2 separate regions of the Pan troglodytes genome follow, and region 2 is linked to region 1. The links are chromatin contacts, called in public capture Hi-C maps. All regions are on one chromosome and are shown on one strand. The core of a region is the stretch at or near the end of the contact, and the rest is flanking DNA. Distances in the headings are between cores, read along the strand shown.

Evidence for each region. Capture Hi-C pulls out chosen DNA fragments and counts their contacts.
Region 2: a capture Hi-C map of stem cell-derived neural stem cells shows a contact between it and region 1, with 2.7 times the contacts expected there. The contact joins two enhancer-like sites. A contact is called at or near these places in 3 of 7 Hi-C or Micro-C datasets (induced pluripotent stem cells and stem cell-derived neural progenitor cells) and 1 of 1 other capture datasets (stem cell-derived neural stem cells).

Annotation. Positions count from the first base shown.
Region 1 is chr10:100,821,329-100,824,028 of NHGRI_mPanTro3-v2.0_pri, forward strand. All of the region lies in intron 2 of LOC107967602 (a long non-coding RNA gene), which reads right to left. Among named protein-coding and RNA genes, the nearest start is that of PLXNC1, 160 kb to the right of the region's middle. Within about 2 kb of position 1,338, at least 5 of the 24 cell types and tissues checked have an H3K27ac peak or open chromatin away from gene starts, as enhancers often do. A contact at or near this core is called in stem cell-derived neural stem cells, where this site is marked.
Region 2 is chr10:100,937,108-100,939,807 of NHGRI_mPanTro3-v2.0_pri, forward strand. No RefSeq gene overlaps it. Among named protein-coding and RNA genes, the nearest start is that of PLXNC1, 46 kb to the right of the region's middle. Within about 2 kb of position 1,309, at least 11 of the 24 cell types and tissues checked have an H3K27ac peak or open chromatin away from gene starts, as enhancers often do. A contact at or near this core is called in stem cell-derived neural stem cells, where this site is marked.

The sequences.
Region 1 (2,700 bases), core at 88-2,587:
ATTCAGTCTTAGAAAAGAAAATCTGACATGCTACAACATATGAGGACATTATGTTAAGTGAAATAAACCAGTCACAAAAAGATAAATGTTGTATAATTCCACTTATATGAGGTATAAGTGTAGTCAAAACCACATAGACCGAAAGTAGAATGATGCATGCCAGGGACTGGAGGAGACGGAAATGGAGAGTTGATGTTTAATGAGTATGGAGTTTCAGTTTTACAAGATGTGAAGAGGAAAACAAATCATTCCCTTTTCCTGGGCTTGGGAGAGGGCTTTGGGTCTCTCCTGCATGAAATGGAGAAGCCTGATGATTCCTGGTGTTGAAGAGTAAGCTCACCCTGGCCTCAGAGATGTCAGTTGGTGGTTGGGTGGGAGCCAGCCTCAACCTATGATTCTAAGATTAGTGTGGGGGCTGAGGCCCTTGGTCCCCTAAAGGTTTGCTGTAAGATCACTAACATGAAGCAGATTGATGAATAGGAGAAAAGGCATACACATTTATTTCACATGTATACATGGGAGGCTTCAGAATGAAGACCCAAAGAAACAAGGAAAATTGTCCATTTTTATGCTTAGGTTCAACAAGGTATGGACAGCCACGTAGAAATATGATTGGACAAAAAGGGTCTGATCTACTGTGAATAGACTGAGCAGGGAGACTCCACAAGGCCTGTCTGTTCAGGTTCTTCTTGGTCTGCCTGTGTAGCTTTCCTTCCTTCTGGGTATGGGGACTTTTACCCTCTCTGGAATGGGGGCTCTCTGCAATGGGTGTCTTCTGACCTACAGTCAAACAAGGTAGGTCAGATCATTTATTTCTGGCCCGTTTTTGTATGGAATATTTTTAGGTTTTTTGGCTGGCTTTCAGGAAAAGGGGTTCTGGTTTCTATGCCTCGCCTTGGGGGAAGAGGGATTCTAGTTTTTATGGCTAGGCTTGGGTTGCAGGGGAGGGCAGGAGAAGATCAGAGAAAAACTTTTGCTTCTGTGGCTGCTCTGAGGCCTTCATTTTGGTGTACAGTTTTTTCAGCCCCAGCATTAGCCATTTGGTCTGGGAGCTGGAGGGCCTGTGTTGCCGTTTAGAGGGAAGAGCCAAGGAAAGAGTGTGTCCCTTCCCAAGGCTCTCATGGATGTATGAGGACCAGTCAACAGCGAAGGGTGGCTGACTGCGACAGAGCCAGCAAGAGAGGATTCAGTCACAGAGAAAAAAATGCAGGCCCCCAGCCAGGGTCCTCCTGCAAAGTATGACAATTCAGAACTACTGGGGATGATACAGACAACATTCAGCCTCCAGTGTGTGTTCCTGTCTCTCCCTCTAGAGGACAGTTCTCGCTCTCAAAGTGCGCTCGGTGTGTCGTGTCGCCATGGTAAAAAGGCAGGAGACAGCAAACGCTTGATCCGAGCTGCACCATGCCTCGTTTTCACTCTCCCTGAAGACAAAAGAAGGTGGCAAGTAAGGAAAGCTCACCTCAGGGAGTTTTCTCGGAGAACACAAGCGGTCCCAATAGGGTAAAGGAGAAAATAATTATCTGGAAAGGTTGCAATTAATAGTGTCAGGTTTAACCTTTGTGCTAATATGGGAATCTAAGGCACTAAGTCATCGCCTAAGACCTAGTGCTCTCTGTACGACAAAGCTTTAGTCTTTTCATGTGGAAGTCAGTGCTTATTACATCCAATGCCTGAGTTCCCAGCAGACAGAGTTCCTTCTCAGGCAGCCGGCCAAGGACACCAGAAATTAAGCAGGGGTCTGTGGCTCTGTCGTCTAGCTATGACCAAATTTAAATGTGTGCTTTTTGCCTTGCCTGCCAGTGAACCTGATGCTAGACTGAGATGTAAATGCCATTTCTGGTGTACATTAAGAAAATGTGAAACAATTAGCTCAAAGCCATGGTTATGGAGCAAAAATATTAAAAATATAAGTTAGAAAATCCTTGTGACAATGTTCATGTGAATGGTGAGGGTAGGGAGTCCATTGCATATATGTGTGTGCATGTGTGGAGGAGTAAGTGTGTTGAATAAATATGCATGAAGAGTGCATTAGCAGTAGATCCAAGAACTTATGTATGGGGGTGGGTGTGGAAATCCACGTTTTAGTAACATTTTTTCCTTCTTCACAGTCAAGTGACGTTTTTTCAAACATCTGTTCTGTGAGCAAAGTAGGGAGGGACGTACATCAGTGGTAAGTGCTTGGGAGAGGAATTCTGGAGGAACACTACCCACTTAATTTAGCTCAGCTCTATGAAAGATTACAGGGTTTGGGACTATTTCTAGCCACATCTGAGAGTCTGTGAAAAGTGGAAGTAAAGTCATTAAGCAGAATGGGCATTTATACATTTGGTAATTTGTCTTGAGTCAGAAAGTCTAGACACTCCCCTGGGAATGGGGGGAATGTGGGCCATGGTTATGACCTTCAGGACTCTGGAAACAGGAATGACAAAGACCTGGAAGGTCCTGAGGCAAATGGGCTCAATAGATCTTTTTTTTTTTTCCTGAAACAGAGTGCAGTGGCACAATCTTGGCTCACTGCACTCTCCGCCTCCCAGATTCAAGCGATTCAGCTACCTCCTGAGTAGCTGGGATTACAGGCACACACCACCACGCCTGGCTAGTTTTGTATTTTTAGTAGAGACGGGGTTTCACCATATTGCCCAGGCTGGTCTCGAACTCCCAGGCTCAGGCTAACCACGTGCCTCGGCCTCCCAAAGT
Region 2 (2,700 bases), core at 59-2,558, 120 kb after region 1:
ACCTGAAGTGATCCGCCGGCCTCAGCCTCCCAAAGTGTTGGGATTACAGGCAAGAGCGACCGCGTCCGCCCCGCTTTGCAAGCTTTAAAGGAAATTATTTGTCTAATAGATAGGATTATTCCCTTTGTGGGTGAGCCCTGGCGAGAACCTCCGTCCTGAGCCAACTTCCTTAGCGGGATTCTCACCCTGCCAGGTAAGCTCCCTCTGTTACCAGGAGCTCCATAAAATGCAAATAAGTTTCAATATTCACTTAGGAAAATAAAAATGAGCAGTAAGTCAGCTAGGAGCAAAAGGAACGGGACATTCAAAGGCTGTGCCCAAGGTCGGACAGAAGTAGCTTTGTAATTCTCCCAGGGTAGGGCTGCAGGCACCTGGCGCTGGAGGCCCGGCCTGGACGAGGCAGGGCTCAGGGCGCGGCTGGAGGGGCTCGCCCGGCGGGGCGCTGGAGCGGGAGAAGGGCGCCCTCTGCCGGGGGTGAGGAAGATCAGTCCGCACGCGCGGTGCCTTGGTCTTGCAGCCTGTTCGAACCTCGCGCGTGGACAGCCACTTCTTCCACGGGGAAAGTAGGAGGGTGGGGGCAGAAAAACCAAACTCCTGCCAAGAAGGTGCTTTGCACGAGCATTTTGCGACCCCCTCCCTTCAGCCCCGAACCTCCCCCTGGCACAAGTGAAAGGACTGTGGTCAATTGCAGATGCTGTCAGGAAGCCAGGTGCGTCCCCACTCCCCAGCCCTAAAATACAAAGAAAGAAGCGATTGTTTGAGACGATCTGAAGAAAGGTCAGGTCCTAACAGATCCACGAGACCTTCTTTTTCACCTTCCTCGTCTTGGGTTCTGGAGCACGGGCGCTGAATCAGCTGAATGCGGCCTGGGCATCTGGAAGTGGTCCTGAGGGACACCTCGCGGTGCAGCCCCCGGGACGACCCAGGACACCCTGGACACCCTGGACACCCAGGCCGAGAGCCGGGACCCGCCCACGCCTCCTCACTGCTGCTCGAGGGTAGGCAGGAGCACGCGGACCCCCGTAGGGGCTGAAGCGGGGCTCTGCTCCCCGCCCTGCGCAAGCTCCCGGCTCTGGTTGCTGGTCCACAAAATCGGGAGGCTGAATTAGCCGGTCGGGTGGCCCCCAGCCTTATAGCTTCGGATTCTGTGGTCCTATTTTAGACCCAGACTTGTCCGCGAAGGGAAATGAAGAGCCGCGGAAGGCTTGGAGCGTGAACCAAAAAACAATGGGTGGGGACCGTCTAACCAGCTCCCTTCCCTAGAAGGGCGGAAACGGCTTTCGAAGCACCCGCGTTTCTCTTTATTGAATCTTGAGTGACACCTAGTGGCCCATCTGCCTCACCGTCACGGCGATGCTGGCTGGTTTCACTGGGCTTTTCAGAAGGCGTGCTGGCCTGCCCATGGTTCTCGGCTAAAAGACTTTGGAGCGTAGGGTGCCGATGACGTTTCCTGGGACCTCCCGGAAGCACTTGCTGTCCCGTCAACAGCCCTGTACCTGCGATGCATGCAATTCTAATGAAAATGCCCTTCTCGTCTGGAGGGCTTGCTTGAGCACATCCTGAGCTCTCAGGCAGCAAATATAGAGTCGGGTGCTATTCCGGGAGCTGGGCACACAAAGATGACCAAGGCTTGGTTTCTGATCTCAAGAATCTCACAGCCCAGATGGGGGGAAATGGACCAGTAGAAGAGTGTGTATTTGATGCTGTGGGGTAGAGGGGGTGGACCTAGCTTGGCCTAGAGACATCAAGAAAGTCACCCTTGAGCTGAGTTTTGAAGATTAGGCAGAATTCTAAGATGACCCCTGAAGATTCTCAGCCCATCCCCCTCGCAGTGTACACACACCTTTGCCCAGTTATTCAATCAAACAATTTAGGTGCTTCTGTGAAGAGAATTTGCAGATGTAATTAAAGTTCCCAAATTAATTGATCTTAAGATCTGGAGATGATCCTGGGTAGGCCTAACCTAGCCAGGTGAACCTTTGAAAGGGACTGGATTGTCCTGGCAGAAGAGATTTGACAAGCGGCAAGAACTCATCATTGGCAAGATTTTCTTTGCTGGCTTTACAGATGAAAGGGGCCACGTGGCAAAGAATGCAGGCTGACTCTAGGAGCTCAGAACGACCCCTGCCTGACAGCCTGCAGAGAAACCAGCCTTCAGTCCTACCACTGCAAGAGCACTGAACTCTGCCAATAAGCAGGGAGTTTGGAAGGGATCCCCAAGCTGTATGAGACTTAGTCCCAGCTGACTCCTTGATTTTATCTCTGTAGGACCCTGAAGAGAGGACCCAGTCATGCTGCATTCAGGCTTCTGACCTCCAGAACTATGAACTAATAAATGGGTGTTTTAAGCTGTTATGTTTGCAATGTGTTATGAAGTCATAGGAAACTGATACAGATGGTCATTTCAAAGAGGAGAACCACATGACAAATGCTCAGAGCCATAAAGAAGCAGAGAACTAAAGTCATTCAGAGAACTAAAGACATTCGGCATAGCTGGACCATGGGGAGCAAAGGAGATGGTAAGATGTACTCGTGAGAACTTGGCTTTGGATCAGACAGAATGTGCCCTTGGGCTAGTTAACTTAGCTCTCTGTGCCTCAGTTTTCCCAAAGGTAAAATGGAATCATAATTATAGTTAAAACATAGAGTTGTTATGTTAGTGGCCCATAGGCATATAGAAAGTTCAGCACAGCCTTGAGA